2 separate regions of the Mus musculus genome follow, and region 1 is linked to region 2. Evidence: chromatin contacts called from public HiChIP or PLAC-seq data. All regions are on one chromosome and are shown on one strand. Each heading gives the region's core, a stretch centred on a gene start, on an enhancer-like site or on the middle of the called end of the contact. The rest is flanking DNA. Distances are from core to core; before and after follow the strand shown. Region 1 overlaps Pacs2 (phosphofurin acidic cluster sorting protein 2). Region 2 overlaps Cep170b (centrosomal protein 170B).

Region 1 (4,591 bases), core at 1,300-3,799, 300 kb after region 2:
GCACATGAGCCATGCCAGTAGAAAGACCTCAGAAGGGCAGAGAGCCAAAAGCTCCCATATCTCCTGGAAGCCATGCTGCTCTGCAGAGACTGAGGAGACAGGATGGTCTCCTAGGCAGGTGATGCCTCTGGGCTGAACAGCTGACCCTCATTGATACAGGAATGACTTTGGGAGAAGAGGCAGCTCAGCACTGGCCACTTTGTCCCTAAGTTATAGAGCTTTCCTCTTTTGGAGTTCCAGTTCGTGTCTGGGACAAGTATGCAGCTGTGTTGGTGGCCACCTGAGGCTGGAAGGTTGGCTGCAAGCCAGGATATGACACCGTCCTCAGCGTGAGCTACCCAAGGATTCGGGGCTACTCAGTGCCTCGTCAGCCACTGTGCGTTCAGGTCTCTCCATCCTGGCCTAAGCACTCAAGCCTGCCACATCCCGTCTCTTGGAACTTCCCTTGCCTTCCTGGCCTAAGGCTTTCCCTCTGATTCTATAGGCAGTTGCTGGAGTGACCATACCCAAAGTACATCTGCTACAGCACCTATGGTTTAAAGACTGCACGCTTCCTGTGCCCCGTCACTCCTAAGGTTCCCTCACTCAGTGTCTGTAGTTCCCAAAGGCCACTTTTCACACCTCCTAGGACCCTGCTCTACTCTTTACCCTCTTAAGCTTCCTTAACTTTGAAAATGAAAAAGGCTGTGAGGAGTAGAGAGGAGGAGGCGCCACAGAGTGACTTGGCTTTAGCTCCTCCTGTGTCACTCAGTGTCACCAGCTTCTGCTGGGCCAGAGGGTTTCCGAGTGCTGAACTGCTGAGCTATTGAAGCAGGAACTGCTGCTGTCCAGGATTGTGCCTAGCTGGCCAGTCCCAATCCAAGATGTTTCCAGAAGCCCAGCTGCAGCCCAGGGAGCCAAAGAGAGCATGAAGAAAAGGGCTGGCAGCAAAGCAGGGTTGAGAGCGGCACAAGCCTTTGCCAGGGCCTTGTCTGTGCGTCTGCCTGGGACCCTGCCTGGACCAGAAGGCTCTTTTGAGGTGAAGCAGCTGGTACAGCGTATGCTTCTGTCCAGGCAGGACCAGGCCCTGAGTTACCTGTGGCTCCATGTCAGGATGTTCCAGAGAGCAGTAGTCTGCTGAGGTCAGAGCAGGCGTTCAGGCCTGTCTTTAGCACGTCCTTTTTGTTCCCTACCCTCCCAGTAGAGGAAGCCGGAGAGCATGTTTTTCTAGGTAAAGAGACTCCACCTTATCCTGGTTCACACGTGCATGCACACATGCACACGCACACATACCATGCCTACACTGCACTCCCCCATCTTACCCAAGCCTGGGTGTCCCTCAACTCCTGTGGTCACATACCGGTGCTGCAGAGGTCAGCTTCCTAATGGATACTTGTTTTTGAGCTTCTGTTCGCACTTAGATCTGAGGCTACCTTAGGGAGGTGACAAGCACTTAGTGCATCTAGAGTGTTAGGGGAGAGAGGTTTTTCTTCCATGTGTCTCCTGTGCACACTTTGCGCATGAAGGCCCCAGTATCTGGCACAGGGTGGCTGGCCTGCCTTCCTGATTCAGTTTCTGAAATGTTGGTTAGAAAAAAATGTGAGCATCCTTTCTTTAATTTTCTTTACTGACTAGAGTTGTCATCCTAAATCAGTCCCCAATTTAAAAAAATGATTATATGTGTTTATTTGTGTGCATGTGTGCGCACATATGTGTTGAGGTCAGAGGACAGTTTATGGCAGTAGATTTTTTTTCCACCATGTGCCTTCTAGAGATTGAAATGAGGTCATTGCAATACCTTTACCTGCTGAGACATCTTGTTGGCTCCAGTACCAATCTTTTTTTAATCTATAAAATTTTAACATTTGAGTCTGATCAAGAGGCCCCAAAGCAACTTGTATGCCCTATCAGGAACAGGCCTAGCATCTGTGTCTGCTTTTGAGGTAATGTCAGGGCCAGGATAATCGCTAGGTCAGTACTGCTTTCTGCTGCCCTTGCTAGCTTGTTAAGCTGTTTCTCCTTGACGTCTGCCCTCATGAGTCTTTACATACGTTTCCCCAAGGCTGAGTGGCCCCCACTGTCACACACTGAGGCTGCTACTGACATCTGGACAGTAGACAGTGGTGAGTGGGGGTAGGAACAATTTGAGTGATGTCCACGGGGCAGCAGGGGTGCCAGAACTGACTGGTCTATAGATCACTCCTCCGTCTATCTGCAGTCAGAAATTCCAATCCCAGCGCTGACCTCCCTGCTCAGCCAATCTGCTTTGCCCAGGGGTTTCTCTGGTTTCCTGCCAGCCTTCTACTAGGTGCGCCCTGCTCCTGAATATTGGAGCTCTCTGGGGTGGAAGCCCTCCTGATACCTAGAACCATGTTCCATAGGTGATGCAGCACCCCTCTGAGGGCGGCCAAGTTCTGAGCCTCTGCAGCAGCATCAAAGAGGCCTCTGTCAAGGTGGCCGAGATCTGGATCGTCTCCCTGTCCAGCCAGCCCATCGACCATGAGGATAGTGCCATGCAGGCTGGCCCCAAGACCAAGTCCACAGGTGAGTCACTGCCTTCCTTCCTCTGCTACCCCGCTCTGCTCTTGCCACTTCCTGCCACATGTGTGGGAGGCCGTCCCAGTGTGGTCGGAGAAGGTAGAGTCTTTTGGCTTTTCTCTAGCTAGAAGCTTTGAGGGAGTCGTGTGCACTGTTGAAGTTCATTTATAAGTTCTCTGAACCCTCGATATGTAGGTGCCATGGATCTATCCTGTGGCCTTCGATGTTGTGAACACCCAGTTTCTGGTGTGGAGAAGGTGCTTGGCCCCTGTCATTGCTGCTGCCATCACAGTGGGGGTCGCTCTGTTTCCCCTGCTCTCTTACTCCACCAACATGCCAGCAGGCACATGTCAGCAGACGTGTTCCTTACTCCACCAACATGTCAGCAGGCGTGTTCCTTGAGACACCAATGCTGTGCCTCCATGTTCCCTGGTCTACACGGGTCTGTCTCCCCTCTGCTCCCAGGGGACACCCATGGTTCTGTTGCCACCTCATCGCCATGGCGTTGGGTAGAATCTAGAGGTACTCTCCCTTCTGTGTGCTCATTCCACAGATAACTACTCTGAGGAGGAGTATGAGAGCTTTTCCTCTGAACAAGAAGCCAGTGACGATGCTGTACAAGGGCAGGTAAAGTTTGAGCCTGAGATGGGGAGGTACCTGGCACCTCCCTCTTCCACCTCTGTAGATCAGGGCTGGGGACTGAGGGCCTTCCCTGAGTGAGCCCACACAGGATGAGAAGGGGACTATATGTGCCACACCTGTTTGTTTCTTCCCTGGGCCTACAACATGTTAGTAGGCAACTCTGCAGGGTTTGGGACTAATAGTAGCTGACTGCCCAGTGATGGCCTCCCTTGCACTGTGGGGCGGGCTGCTGTGTGGGCGCGGTGGCCTCAGGCTCTCTGCCTCTGTCTGTACAGGATCTTGACGAGGACGACTTTGATGTGGGAAAACCCAAGAAGCAGCGGCGCTCGATAGTAAGAACGACGTCCATGACCAGGGTCGGTGGAAACTCGTTTTACTAACACTGGGAAAGGGTGAGGAGGGTGGGCAGAGGCTGGGAGGCTCACTGGAAGGCTGTGGGAAAGAGGACAGACAGCCTTTCCTGAGGACCTCATATATGGCCTGAAAGAGCCTCAGAATTCCCACTTGCCCAGAGTCCAGAATCCTGTCTAACTAGCACCTAGTTGTTATTATTCAAAATGGACATAAGCCAGACAAGGATGTCTTCTGGCTGCCACTCTCTCCTGCCCCCACTCCAGCTTTATATGGTCATGGAGCCCTGGGATCTGGAATAAGGCTGGGATAGCTGCCTCAAGCCCACAAGCCTACAGATAGAGGCCACTGGGTGTTGTTGTCCTGTCAGTGTGGGACTCAGACTCACCCTGTGTGGAGCCTGCTCTGCAGCACAGAGACTCAGCTGTTAGGCCTTTCCCATGGGAGGAAATGCGGGGTAGACTTTAGCCCATTCTCATCCTGCCCGGTGACCACCAATGGACCTGCAGCCCTTAGAGCCCGGCACTGGGCTTCAGGACTGACTGGCATGGGTAGCCCCTTGTCGATACTGACCAGGGACAGCACTGTCAGCCTTTGGCAGGTATGAGGAGGTTGTGGACAGACAGTGGCCACAGTACAGAAGCTGAATATAAACTGGGTCTCCCCTGACCACAGGCAGCACATCTGGAGTTCATGGGCCAGCCTGAGGGGTTGTGCAGGAAGAGTCCTCCCTGTTAGGGTCAGTTCTGTAAGGGTAGCCATACTGAGAGGACAGTGGCTGGAGCAGAGGCACTGCAGCCAACAGTGCGAGCAGCTTGACTAAGCTCAGAGCTTACAGGATCCCTGGTCTCATCCACCATGAGCTATCCTGAGTGCCTCCCACAGGGTGGCAGTTTCCTCCTGAGGATGAGGCCAGGACCTTCCCTGGGAGGTGGAGCTGTGGCAGGCGCTAGAGAGCCTGGATGGGGCTGCTGAAGCTTCTGCGGCTGCAGAGCCACCCTGTGCCCTTCCTCAATCGCCCTTAGTGGCTGTGGACTGTCAGCTCCCCAGGCGTTTCTGAGTCTGGACTCAGGCTGTGCTT
Region 2 (4,527 bases), core at 1,597-4,096:
GGTCCTCTTCCAGAATACAGGCCGGGCCTGGGAGGACTTAGAGGCCAGAATCAACTCTGAGAATGAAGTACCCATCCTGAAGACATCCAACAAGGTGAGAGACAGAGACCCCATCCTTGAGCCTGGCCCCCCATCCTCGGGCCTGGCCCCCCATCCTTGGGCCTGGCCCCCCATCCTTGGGCCTGGCCCCCCATCCTCGGGCCTGGACCCTCATCCTTGAGCCTGGCCCCCCATCCTCGGGCCTGGACCCCCATCCTCGGGCCAGGACCCCCATCCTCGGGCCTGGACCTCTACCCTCGGGCCTGGACCCCCATCCTCCGGCCTGGCTCCCAGCCAGTGGGCGTTGCTGAGCTGGTCTGAGCCACATCCTTAATCCAAGTCCACCAGGAGGCCCTGGGGGCCCTGCATGTTCCTACTCTTGCCCTCCAACCTTCCTCCTCTCTGTCCTCCCAGGAAATCAGCTCCATCCTGAAGGAACTTCGACGCGTACAGAAGCAGTTAGAAGGTAGGTGTGGCCCAGACCTAGGGCAGGCAAGGGCGACCTCAGAGGCTTATAGCCAGATTCTCAACTGGACTCTTTGATCTCTTCCTCCAGTCATCAATGCCATCGTGGACCCCAGCTTGAACCTCGACCTACTGATGGGAAACAGGGCTCCTTCAGGGTCTGGCCAGCCAGGACTTGGGAAAGCCCGGCCAGCAGCTCAGAGCTCAACTTCACCTGCCTCGGTGGATACCTTGCTGCCAGCCCTGCCTCTCAGGAGCTTCCCACAGCGGGCCAACTGCGGGCCCCCCGGCCTCCCGGAGCCTGCCTTCCTTCCTGATGCTGAGAGGTTTCTGATCTAAGCTGTGAGGCGGGCAAGGCCAGCCTTCTTCTGCGCGTGTGTCCTGTGCATCCATCCCACGGCCCACCTGCCTGGCTGCAGGAGGTTCTCTGTGAAAACCCTGTATGTGCCATAGCCCCATGGATGGGTGCCTCCCATTTCCAGACCCTCCTCAGCCAGCACCTGAACCACTTCATCCAGCCCATGGCGCCCCCACCTCCACAGGCCTCCCAGCCTAGCCCCTGGGGTGTCCACTGCCAAGGGCCAGCTGGTGAGGCCCCATATTCACCTCCTGTCAATCACCATTGTTTTTGTTGGTAGCTTTAAAGGAAAGAGTACATTGCTCCCTTGCAGGAACTTGCAGGCCCCGCTTAGGTCCAGGCCCAGCCTGGGAGGCCCCGTCTCATCCCTATGTGCTGGCTTGAGGCCAGACAGAGAAAGGAGCTGGACCCTGGGGCCAGTCAGTGCCAAACACAGGAGCTGGATGGGTTTGGCATGTCCCCAAACTGCCCAGGAAGGAGGCCACTTGCCTTGTGGCTCCTACTGAGTCCACGGCCGGAGCTGCTGCAGAGTCCATCAACCTGGGCAGACGAGTGGTTCTAAGTCCTTGGTGCCAACACAACTGCCAAACCCACTGAGTTTGGGTACTGTCCCAGCAAGCTCTCCTGAGTGGATTCATCCCAGCTAGGGACACTGGGCTTCCTTACAGTGGGGCTGGGTGTAGCTAGGTGGGCCAGCAATCCCGTTGGTTGTGGCGAGTGCTTTACCAGAGTGGCAGAAAGAGATTTGGAAGCTCCTGGCTTTGTGATCTAAACCATGTACCTGCCCCTGCCGTCCCAGATGGTGCGGGCAGGAAGTGGTAACTGCAGCAGGCTCCTGCGGCCCGATCCGTTGCGGAGGCCTGGCAGGGACAGGCTCACTACTGGTTATGCTTTCTCAGGATTTGTGCGGCTGGGGCCTGCCAGGTGAGCAGGGTAGCTGCCCTGCTGCTGCCCCTTGCTGATGCTTCTGGAGGCACTAAGCCAAAGAGCCCGGTGGCTGGAGTGGGATGGGGACAGTCCCTTATTGACCAGGCTGGCATGGGTGTGCTCTGGGACCTGCCTGATGTGTGTGTGGGCGTTGCTCCTGAACAGGACCTGTCTGCTGGGAGAGGTAGCTGCAGCGGGGGGCCCAGAGCCCAGGGGTAGCATGGGTCTCCCTGTTTACACTTAGCTGATAGAGTCATGCACGGGTCCTGTGTGCCTCTGCCCAGCCCACCTGATGTTTACGTGTGTATGTGTGTGTGTGTGTGTGTGTGTGTGTGTGTGTGTGTGTGTGTGTGTGTGTAGAGCTTGCTGTTTGTCTGGAGGAGGTGCCAGCTCAGCCTGTTGGCTGCTCCGCCTGCATGTCCCACACATTGCCCACAGCCTGCTCCCTGTAAGTAAACGGCTGTCCTGCAGAGTCCATGCCTCCCACCCTTGGTCATCACTGTGTAATTTTTTTTTTTTAATGCACAAATTGGTGTTCCTCTCCATACTTAGTTCCTCTGTCACTTTAGCCTTCAACCCGGCATTGGTACTGTACATGCCTGGCTTCTGAAGGTATCTCTGTACATTGTTCTCAGGCGGTCTTGTGGATGTCTTTCAGGAAATGGTTATTTTATATGATTTGTCATGAAATTTGTTCTAATAAATCATTCCTCCACGTGGCAGCACACCAGTGACTGCCGCCTCGGCCCTCTTCTCTGGGGATGGTGTTGGGTGACCATCTCCTTGACACAAGGAGTCTCTGAGGGGCTCAAGACACTAAAGGCAGTGGGTGTGGTGGCATATGCCTTTGTCCAAAGAACTTGGGAGGCAGGGATCTCTATATCTGCTCCCAGCCAGGGCTACTTAACAAGATGGTCTTTTAAAAAAAAAAAAAATGAATTCAGATGTTGCCACCAGGTGGCACTCAAAGCAAGGAAGCAGCAAGCAGATGTCTGCTTTTGTTTAAGCTAATGTGTATTAGTGGTTTGCCTGCATTTTCGTATGCACTCCTAGTGTCAGTGGAGAGTAGAAGAGGCCATTGTGTCATCTGAAACTGGAATTACAGATGTTTGTTATCCGCTGTGCGGGCTCTGGAAGCCAAGTCAGGTCCTCTGCAAGAACAGCCAATTCTCCTAACCATTGAGCCGCCTCTCCAGCCCCAATTCCTCACTTCATTACAGATCAGAAAGCAGAGAGTAGACTAGAACTGGGCTCAGCTCTCCCCTCCAAAGGCCCTGCTACCAGGCCCCGCCTCCTGAGCTTCCGCAGTTCTGAGCCTGTGAGGGGACAGTCCAGATCCAACCATAACAAGGAGCCATGGGGTGACAGGGTAAGTCATGTTCTCACCTTCAACTGGGAGAAAATGCACAAAACAAGAGCTTTCAGGTGGGAGGCAACAGACAAAGCAGGGCTGTGGTCCCCCTGAGGGGACACGGAGCTGACAGCTGCCCTCTACTGCATGAGAGGGCAGTTGCTCCAGACATCACAGTAAAAGCAGGGCTGTGGTCCCCCTGAGGGGACACGGAGCTGACAGCTGCCCTCTACTGCATGAGAGGGCAGCTGCTCCAGACATCACAGTACTGCTACTGAGCAGGGACACATCACCACAGCAGGAAGGACAAAGCAGCAAGGCTTTGCAGAACCAAACCGCCAAGAAGAGCGTGGGAGAGAGCAAGCCCTGGGCTGCACAGACTGGCCATGACCTGCCCTTGTGGGAGAAACTGCAGGAGGCTAAGGAAGCCACCACAGAGCAGGATGAAGGCTGCATGTACCTCGAGACTGCCCCAGGCCTGGGACTGTTTATGTCATCGCCATGTAGCTCATGACACACAGGACATGGGCCTTGGTGCAGGGATAACCTCTCGTGTACTGTGTGGAAGCATCGCTTGTCAGTAACAAGCTGATGGCCTATTAGCAGAAGTGGGGAGGGAACAGTGGAAAGCGTGAGTATGGACTGGGAGGATCTGCTGTGAGGTTGTGATGGGCCATAGGACACACAGACAGACGAAGAGCCAAGGCGAGGTTCAGATGCAAATCAAGGACTGTGTGTCTTGGCATTGGCCGCCATAGAGTGTGAGGATAGATAAATGTCTGCCTAGCTTAGTGCTTGCAGCTTGTTAATAAAGATGCCAGGTCTCTGTCTAGAACAGGTGTAGAAATGCCCTGTTGTCACTTGGGAGCAAAGGGACATAGAAAACCCTCTGAAGAATTATTTTGTGTTTGATGCCCAATGTGGGACTAGAAATCTAAGCTTAGAACCTAAGAACTGGGTAGAAGATGATTCTCTAGCCAGGAACTGGGAAACCACAGGGCAGTACAAAGGTGGATATATTTAAAACACACACACACACACACACACGGGCTGGAGAGATGGCTCAGCGGTTAAGATGTGTTGCCTTCTTCTGGGGTATCTGAAGACAGCTACAGCGAGGGGCCAGGGCGAGCAGGGCAGGAGCAAGAGCTGGAGAGTTGTCTCAGTGATTAAGAGCACTGACTGCTCTTCCAGAGGTCTAAGTTCAAATCCCAGCAACTACATGGTGGCTCACAACCACCTGTAGTGAGATCAGATGCCCTCTTCTGGTGTGTCAGAAAACAGCTACAGTGTACTTAAATTATATAATAAATAAATCTTTAAACACACACGCGCACATCTGCAGAATAGAAAAGGAGCTCTTATACCTGATCCTGGGGCCACAGTA

What was found. HiChIP or PLAC-seq counts read pairs in DNA pulled down with a chosen protein or histone mark.
Region 1: an H3K27ac HiChIP or PLAC-seq map of T-cell acute lymphoblastic leukemia shows a contact between it and region 2, with 2.3 times the contacts expected there. The contact joins two enhancer-like sites. A contact is called at or near these places in 1 of 115 datasets of contacts at active chromatin or transcription factors (T-cell acute lymphoblastic leukemia) and 3 of 9 other capture datasets (adipose tissue, embryonic stem cells and liver).

The regions. Positions count from the first base shown.
Region 1 is chr12:113,047,447-113,052,037 of GRCm38.p6, forward strand. It overlaps Pacs2 (phosphofurin acidic cluster sorting protein 2), which reads left to right. Exons shown (of 24, transcript NM_001081170.1): 5 at 2,361-2,523; 6 at 3,071-3,144; 7 at 3,435-3,515. Among named protein-coding and RNA genes, the nearest start is that of Tex22, 25 kb to the right of the region's middle. Within about 2 kb of position 2,550, at least 54 of the 459 cell types and tissues checked have an H3K27ac peak or open chromatin away from gene starts, as enhancers often do. A contact at or near this core is called in T-cell acute lymphoblastic leukemia, where this site is marked.
Region 2 is chr12:112,744,070-112,748,596 of GRCm38.p6, forward strand. Cep170b (centrosomal protein 170B) reads left to right here. Exons shown (of 19, transcript NM_001024602.3): 17 at 1-94; 18 at 454-505; 19 at 596-2,522. The coding sequence ends at 843. Among named protein-coding and RNA genes, the nearest start is that of Mir6940, 13 kb to the left of the region's middle. Within about 2 kb of position 2,847, at least 100 of the 459 cell types and tissues checked have an H3K27ac peak or open chromatin away from gene starts, as enhancers often do. A contact at or near this core is called in T-cell acute lymphoblastic leukemia, where this site is marked.